Regions from separate parts of the Mus musculus genome. Here regions 1 and 2 are each linked to region 3. The links are chromatin contacts, called in public Hi-C and HiChIP or PLAC-seq maps. All regions are on one chromosome and are shown on one strand. Each heading gives the region's core, a stretch centred on a gene start, on an enhancer-like site or on the middle of the called end of the contact. The rest is flanking DNA. Distances are from core to core; before and after follow the strand shown.

Region 1 (2,700 bases), core at 118-2,617, 1.1 Mb before region 3:
TCACTGTAGAATTAGGGGCTCTGATGACTTTGAAATGAATCACAACCTGTATTGTTTTAATGGGAGAAATTAGGCAATGATCTCAATTTTCTTATATCTTAGCTTTTTAACTTATAAAGTTTTGTGAAAATAATAACTTTTTTACTGGGTTTTTGAATGTTAGGATAAAAATGTGTATGTGACTCATTTCATAGCATCATCCCTTAAAAGTACTCAGGCAAAATAAACTTTGTTTTTACTTGCTCTTAAAATTTTTTATATGATCAGTTCTTATTTGTGATTCGTAGCATTTTATTTTCTATTTTATTTCACAGATACTGCACAGACATTGATGGATGCTACCACTACTTATCTACTGAAACTTAGTGTTTCAAACTCTTCCCATTATAAAAGTCCCAAACATTATCTGTGCAGAGAAGTAAATTCTAAGTCTGCCCAATAGATAGATGTGATTATGTGAATACGTGCTACAGAAGAAGGACTGTGTATAACTTCCAGGGCAACACACAGACACACACAGACACACACACACACACACACACACACACACACACACACACACACATGCACACGTGATAAAGAAGTGCTTTTTTTTTTTTTACATCACTTTTCCTTCTTGACTACAATGCTAAGGACAAACACTTTAAACTTTAAAAGTGGTAAGATGGAAGTTAAAAAAAAAAGGCAAGGCAAGAGATACAAGAATACAAAGACTATCTTCTAAGAATTCAAAGACCTGGTAATTCAGCATTTCAGTCAGGAGTTCCTAAAAAGGTCTAAGGAATTCATATTAACCCATATTTTAGCAGTAAAGAATATTATTAAAAGCATACTGAAGGGAAGTTATGAACCTGGATTCTGCACTGATTCTTCTCTAAGGAATGATGTGGCTTTGAGAACCCACTCCCTGAGCTTCGTCTTATCCACATGGCATATTCAGCACCAACACTTGTGTGTCGTAAAATTTTGCCCACAGTTTAATAAATACAGGCTTCTCTATTTGAAAACATCCTGCAAAGTTAAAACCTGGGACATTCATGATGTGATTCTGTAACTCGTTTCACTGACAGGACTTAGTGAACTCAAATATCTCATCGAAGAGAACTACCAAATGGAAACCAACAGGCTGCTGATATGCCAGTTGCTAGGACATCCTCCTGGGGTTGTCAGGGTGCATTTAGGCATTCGTATCTAGTCTCTGCACCTGCGTCCGACCCAAGCCCTTCCCTGTTTGAGGAGGCACAAGCCTGCTATTTATCAATTTTTGTATGCTACCGAGAATGTGCCGCTGCAGCACTCTATTGCAACAGGCGGTTGGTTGGCAAGGCCAATGGACACCTGTTAAGACTGAGTCATTCCTATTCACAGGATGTGCCTTGCAGGCTGCATGCAGAGTGCTAAGTGAAGGAAAAGAGGCTTGACTCACCCAATATGGTGCAGCTGATGCTCTCATTCATTGGCAGCTCTTAGGGGAAACCAGAGAGGCATAGTCTAATTTCACTTGCTCCTCATCTTCTTCTGGGCCAGATGGATGACTGCAGTGGCATGCTCACGCACAGTTGTTCAGGCTCATGGACCCTACAAGGAATTATGTTGGGCTCAAAGGAAATCAGCCTTTTTCATGGAAATTAAAATGAGTGATGGTAGCTTCATGGGACACCTCATCCAATCCCTGATGCTTTCTTTTTTATGTTCCCAGCTTTGATGGCACAGAGAAATAGATCAAAATTCAGGCCATTGTTGATTAAATATTGACCCCATGAGTGAAAAACAAACTAATAACCAACAGCAACAACAACAACAACCCTTTTGATCTCAGATGATACTTCCATAATAAACAATCTGCAACTATTGCATTTTTTTTTAAACTGGGACCAAATTGTTGTCAATAGTGTTACCTCTTGGCCAATCTAAAAAACTAATACTTTTCTCAGTTGTCTCAGCGCAATTGCAAGGTAGAAGTGATTGTTGATCTGAACCAATTAGAAAGGGAGACATGGGTTTTAAAAATAAGCTCCTTACTGGCTCAAAAAAAAAATTCAAAGATTAACATTGTATGTATTTGGAGGATAAATTCTCTAAATCATTTAATTTACTCCAGGAGTCTTTACTTTATACATAGTATTTTCTTTTCCTTCTATCTTCAACCTGGTCAAACACACCACCACCACCACCACCAACAACAACAACAACAACAGCAACAACAACAGAAGAAGATAAAATCTTGCTACTAAAAATAAGATTAGAGCATACAATTTGAAAGGATAAGAATTATAAACTTTCTCATCCCTCTATGCTGCCCTAAACTGGCCAGTCTACTTAGGCACAGTTGCTATGGGACTACAGCCTATACTGGTCAGCTCAGTCAGGGAGGAATGTAGGATCTTCAGATAGGCAGATCTGATAGAATGTTCTCAGGAGAGATCACAAAGCAACCTTTAACAAACCTCTAATTTTTTTCTACAAATGAGTTTATCAGATGTAAAGCTTTATATTTGAGGGTGAGCAGAAATTCCCATTTTAAGGGTCTAACGTTTTGTTGGGAAAAAGAGGACATGATTTTTTGTTATTGTTTGTTTTCACAGTGACCATGCTCAAATAAAGGATGTGTTAAAATGTAAACTAGGCACAAGTTTGCAGCCAGGTGGGATTAAGTTTGAAAGCTTACACTTTGTTTCTAAATTTATTTTTATTTTAAAT
Region 2 (2,700 bases), core at 20-2,519, 1.1 Mb before region 3:
CATTTAAGAACAACAAAAACAAATAAAAACAAACAAACAAAGAACAGGACAATGGGTTAAGCCCTGACACAAGTTCAAACCTCTGTAATTGAATCTTTATTTCATATTATATAGCATAGATTTTTCTGATATAAAAGAGGAAATAAACGTCTTAAATGATGTTCTAATTACTGTATCTTACAGACCTCAAGAGTGGCAGATCACCAAGCAATAAGCACACTTATTTGGAGTCATTGCCTCCTCACCAAATATGTAAGGTGTATTGATCAAAAATAGACAGAATAAACCGATAAGTGAGGAGCTCACAGGATTTCCTAGTGTATGTGCTAGATCATCTATTTCCTCTTGCATGTTACTGAATAAAAGGCTATTTTCAGTCAGGAGAAACAATGACACAAAATACCACTGCCTCCATTTGCAAGAGACTTTGTAAGTGCCTTACAGGAAGTTAGTCATGGCCCTTGAATGGTGTGTAAGAGCACTTGCACTGTTAAATCGCATGCTTACTTCAGGATTCTGGAATCTTCCCAAACTGTTTGCTTACCTTTGGCTGAATTTTCTGACTAGATGGAAGGGGCTTTCCAATGATTTGCCACACAGGGCTTATCTTGAATTGTGTAACAGGCAGTACAGGGACTAGGCAACTGTTTGAGATCGAGAAATGACTATGTACATTATCAACAATTGTTTGTAGAGATAGAGGGAAGGGTTGTTAACTTCCTTTGGAAAACAAATCTTTTGCTAATTACTATGCTATCTGGCTTGTAGACAGATGAATAGAGAAAAAAGTCACAAAATGTTATGTTTTTAATTCTGGCCATTTGATATAACACTACCTCTCCCTATGAAAATTCTCCGGACTCTGTCCTAGAATAGCATTTTACTTGAGGAAACAGTGTAGTATTTTGAGACAAGAAGACATACAGCAATCCTGGACTCATTTAAATTGACTAATATGCTTTTGTTTTTCTGAGCATGTGTTTGTTCAGGTTTCAAATGGAGGGACCATGATCCCATAAAATACAGGGATGTTATAAAGGTCAAGAAAGACAATATCTATAAAAGGGGCTACTGGTCAAGAACTGAGTCAGATAGGAATCTCTGTTGTTATTGTGTTAGTTATTCAGTTAAGAAATTTTGCCTGCTTCATAGTAGAATTTGTGATCTACATCTAAGACTTTGCAAAAGAAAGTAAGTATCTTGAGGTTAGGACTTAGTCATCTCCTAACCCCTCAAAGTCTAGTGAAACTTGTGTAAATCTCCTACTTTTCTCCCAGAAACAAATCCTGTTGAGGACACTCCCCTCTTGACATCTCCTTAGTAAAGAACACTCACACAGCAGGGGTGAATGCACTTTAGAAAAGACTTCAGCTCATTCTGCACTAGGACTCTGAAATTTAATTTTAGCCACAGTGTTGATGGAACAGATCACAGAGCTTGGGCCACTCTTCAGTGGAAATGAAATTGGAGAAGGGCATGGAGCCAAAAATAAGGGCCTTTCTGTCTAGTGTTTGGGGACATGGACTTGAGAATTTCAAGTGGCCACCAGTCCCTCCCTCACTGCCAACACTGCACAACTCTTGGCTGAAACCTCACTAGGACATGAGGGTCTTGCTATAGGAAAAGAGAGTTCCTTTTTACTGACACCAAGCTCAGCAGAAAGGAATGCACTTCAAATAGCCCTGTTTGCTCAGTAACCACATTTGGGCTTCATGGTCTTTGGAGCCCTGCTCTCTTTGTAATTGACACACATCGGGAGCCGGCTGCTGATAGCAAAGACAGTGAGTTTGGTTTAGAGTAGGGCCTCATGTAGAATGCTATTAGCTGACCCTGCCCAGGATGTCTTCTTATCCTAATGAGAGAGGAGTGCTAAGGAGGAAGAAATAGTTGTCTATGACAAATGTAGTACTTTCCTGTTTTCTGTATTGCTACATACTATATAGTTTCTCAAAACCTTGTTGGAAATGCTTTTGTCAGAATCATGAATATCAGAGATTATTACCTGGGTCCTATTTGTAACAGTACACTTACTGCTAGTAAAAATGGTAGCTTCTTATAACTTACACCTTAAATTCTCTCACTTAAAATCCTCATAACGTGCCCAGTGTGGTGGCTTAAGCCTTTAATCCCAGCACTTTGGAGGCAAAGGCAGGCGGATTTCGGAGTTCAAGGTCAGCCTGGTCTACAAAGTGAGTTCCAGGACAGCCAGGGCTATACAGAGAAACCCTGTCTTGAAAAACCAAAAAAAAAAAAATCTTCATAAGACTCATCCACGGACTGACTCCCATCATTCTACATTAGCAAGAACCAAAGATTCAGATCTTCATGTTAAATTTCCCAAATAACCTTATGATGTTCATATAGTTCAAATTTTCAGTTCAGAATCTATGGATTTAAAATACTTCCTGAACTGGTTTATTGTAGTTATCTTACCATTAACCTCAACAAATGATCTGATGATACCATAGCATACACATTGTCCCAATGGTTATTCAACTGCCAAATGTAGGATGACTGACTAAGAATCTAAGCTTCGCATTCAGGAAGAAAAAGGACATCTCTAGCTGCATATGTTTCAAAAGATGGCCTAGTCAGCCATCACTGGAAAGAGAGGCCCTTTGGACTCGCAAACTTTATATGCCCCAGTACAGGGGAACGCCAGGGCCAAAAAGGGGGAGTGGGTGGGTAGGGGATTGGGGG
Region 3 (2,700 bases), core at 120-2,619:
AGTCTTCCTAGCAATTCAGGGGCGCGAGGGATACCCGCGGATCCCAAGTAGGAATGTGAGGATTCCCTCTGGTTTCCCCCAAGTCAACGAATCGGTCACATCCCTGTCCCAATTTTGCTTCTCCTCACTGCGCTAGCCCAACATCAAGTCCTAGTGCCGCGGGGGTCAGGCTTAAATTTTACTACGATCACTATTTTTAAAGCCAAAATAGCAACTTCTTAAAAGGCTCAGGGACGGGTTGCGATCGCCGCCGGGGATTGGCGGGCGGGACGCACCTCCGTGTCGGTCCCAGGCTGTCAGAAATGCACCAAGCTGAAATTTAAATGCCCTCTCAGAGACTGGTAAGTCAGAAGCTACGGAGCCTTCTCGCTCCCAAACGCAAAAGGTAATCCCTTCTCCAAAGACCTCAGGATTCCAAGGGCTTTCTTTGGCCACCACGAAGCGACCTCCCGGTTTGACCCCTCAAAGGACACATATCAATTAATGTAGCAAAGCAAGAATGTCCAACCGGCCGGGTCAGCGTCAGCCCATAGTAACCTCGGGAACCCCGCTTCAAAATGCATCCCGGTTTTTCCCTTCCCCTTTCCTCTGTCATCTTGACAAGTCGCTCTACCCCGACTCAGATCTACCCCAGCCTACCCCAACTACTCTTGAGAAAAGTGTCAAAAGCACAGGAATGGAAGAAAGACTGTCCTAACCGGCCGCTACATTCAAGACGCAGAAAGAACACAGGGAAAGACCACCAGATCTGTGCTTACCGGGGTTTCCAACGCCCAAAGGAAATCCAGCCTTCAAACAGCTCGAGGAGCTCTTTTCAGGAGAGCTGATCGCGGGCAGAGGCAGAGAACACTGTCCCCAAATAGACAAAAATTCCCTCCCCGGAGCCTGGGGAGTCCTGTCCTGGCTCGCAGATTGTAAGTTCCAGTGAGAAGTGTCTGCCCGCTGCAATGGGCAAAGTTTCCCAGCGGCGGCGAGGGTTGCGGCCGCTGATGTTGGGTCAGTCGCAGGGTTGGGGAGAGTGGGCGGCAGGCTCGGAGGCAAAGCCCCTCTCACTCCAGAGCTGCCTTCTTAGGTCGCCCCGGAGCGCGGCTCTGCACACACGGCTCTTCCAACCGTCCGCTCACTCCCTCTGTCTCTCGCTGGAATTACTACAGCGAGTCAGAAAAAAACGCCCGAAAAGCTTCTTTTATACTGCGACTCAGGATCCCTCCCCTCCCTTCTTTTTCCCGCCAAGCGTCGGCGAAGCCCTGCCCTTCAGGAGGCAGGAGGGGAGCTGAGTGAGGCGAGTCGGACCCGGCAGCTGAGAGCAGCGCAGCCCAGGGGTCCTCGGCCGCGCAGACCCCCGGAATATAAAGGGCGGGTGGGCGGGGATTAGCCAGAGAATCTCTCTTTCTCCCTTCCCCACCTCTCTCTATTTTTTTTTCCTCCTCTCGCTTCCCCGCCCTCTGCTTTGGGAACTCGGGAGGGGGGCTAGTGGGGAGCCGGGGAAAGAGGAGGAGGAGCCTCAGCCCCGCAGCCCAGTACTCCGGCTCCGGGGTGTAAACAGTAATAGCGCAGCATGAATTAACTGCGCGCCCGACCATTTTCTCTTGCTCGCGCGCTAGTCCTTTCCCTTTCTGTACGGTTGTTCGGGCGCAGCGCTCGGCTGAACTGTGTTCTTGCCCTGCGTATATCAGTCACCGCAGGTGGAACAGCTGCCTCGCTCCACACAATACGCCATGTACCCTGGACCGCGTCACGCACGTCCCGGGCGGCCAGGCGTCTCTCTAAGGCTGGGGAAAACAGAATTTAGAAAGGGGGAAGGACGAACGAATGAGTTATCTAGGAGCCCCCGCTCAGTGTGTGGAGTGATAGAGGGTGATCAACCGCAGATGAGGTCTATGCAGGAAAAACGATGTCTGGAATTTTATTAAAATTGCTCAGCAACTCACTGCCACGTATACTTGGAGAGCCACTTAGGGATAAACAGCCACTCCATCTCGCGGGGAAGGCATTGTGTATTTTGCCTTTGGTCGTACAGTTATGTTGACTGGGCACATTCTTTCCAGAACGACCCCCCCCCCCAATTTGCTGCCAAAAGGCAGATTCCCCCCCCCCCCCACACACACACTCCAGCACCTCCGGTTCGGACTTCCACCCGGCGGGTGGTGTGGAGGCGGCTCTTTCCCCTGTAGGTCTCCCTGCGCAGTCCAGTAAAGTGGCGGCGGGTGCGCTCTACCCGGCTCCTCCGGGAGGAGTCTCTGCCGGTCTACACCCCATACACCTCCACACAGTTCCAGGGCCACAGTCGGTTTTCACAAGAGGCAAATCCTCTTTGCCCCTGTGGAGCCAGTTTGCAGCAGACTCTGGTTTAGGAGCTGGGGTGGGGAAAATCAAGGCGCTAGACGCGAGAATATGCCATGAATTGGGGGGTTGGGGAAAACCCGGACTTCCCAGAAAGGGGGAGGAGTGAATTGCCAACCCAGATCTGGGGAGCCTGCAGAGACCCTAGAATAAAGAAAACCGTTAACCCCTTCCTCCCAGGACAAACCCAAGCTTTCCCCTTTTATTACTGGAATCGTAATTATGCACTTAAAAAAAAAAGTCGGCCCTGATCAGATCAAAGTAACGTTACATTTTTGCCTTCGTATGTGTGTGTTAAGCTAATTAAAAGCTGATTTTAATTTATACATTAATTTCCCAGTTTCCTTTTTCCTGAAT

The links. Hi-C and Micro-C count contacts between places; a contact is called where the count stands out from the background. HiChIP or PLAC-seq counts read pairs in DNA pulled down with a chosen protein or histone mark.
Region 1: a contact with region 3 is called in a Hi-C map of muscle stem cells, with 4 times the contacts expected there. The contact joins the enhancer-like site here to the promoter of Myc in region 3. A contact is called at or near these places in 2 of 39 promoter capture datasets (embryonic stem cells and hippocampal neurons), 1 of 15 datasets of contacts at CTCF or cohesin (large pre-B cells), 5 of 484 Hi-C or Micro-C datasets (the N1E-115 cell line, bone marrow-derived macrophages, embryonic fibroblasts and 1 more), 19 of 115 datasets of contacts at active chromatin or transcription factors (the NIH/3T3 cell line, the SCID.adh cell line, T-cell acute lymphoblastic leukemia and 15 more) and 1 of 9 other capture datasets (adipose tissue).
Region 2: a FOXA1 HiChIP or PLAC-seq map of pancreatic cancer cells shows a contact between it and region 3. The contact joins the enhancer-like site here to the promoter of Myc in region 3. A contact is called at or near these places in 2 of 39 promoter capture datasets (the 3T3-L1 cell line and cranial neural crest), 1 of 15 datasets of contacts at CTCF or cohesin (the NIH/3T3 cell line), 7 of 484 Hi-C or Micro-C datasets (the HL-1 cell line, the N1E-115 cell line, adipose-derived mesenchymal stem cells and 4 more), 12 of 115 datasets of contacts at active chromatin or transcription factors (the NIH/3T3 cell line, the SCID.adh cell line, SST interneurons and 8 more) and 4 of 9 other capture datasets (embryonic tail, embryonic trunk, macrophages and 1 more).

The regions. Positions count from the first base shown.
Region 1 is chr15:63,035,103-63,037,802 of GRCm38.p6, reverse strand. No RefSeq gene overlaps it. Among named protein-coding and RNA genes, the nearest start is that of Gm41334, 34 kb to the left of the region's middle. Within about 2 kb of position 1,367, at least 20 of the 459 cell types and tissues checked have an H3K27ac peak or open chromatin away from gene starts, as enhancers often do. A contact at or near this core is called in the SCID.adh cell line, muscle stem cells and neural progenitor cells, where this site is marked.
Region 2 is chr15:63,065,105-63,067,804 of GRCm38.p6, reverse strand. Gm41334 (a long non-coding RNA gene) reads left to right here. Exons shown (of 3, transcript XR_875378.1): 3 at 184-305. Among named protein-coding and RNA genes, the nearest start is that of Gm41334, 4.3 kb to the left of the region's middle. RefSeq lists an enhancer at 194-2,103. Within about 2 kb of position 1,269, at least 43 of the 459 cell types and tissues checked have an H3K27ac peak or open chromatin away from gene starts, as enhancers often do. A contact at or near this core is called in the N1E-115 cell line, the NIH/3T3 cell line, the SCID.adh cell line and 2 more, where this site is marked.
Region 3 is chr15:61,984,010-61,986,709 of GRCm38.p6, reverse strand. Myc (myelocytomatosis oncogene) reads right to left here and starts at 1,369. Exons shown (of 3, transcript NM_001177352.1): 1 at 759-1,369.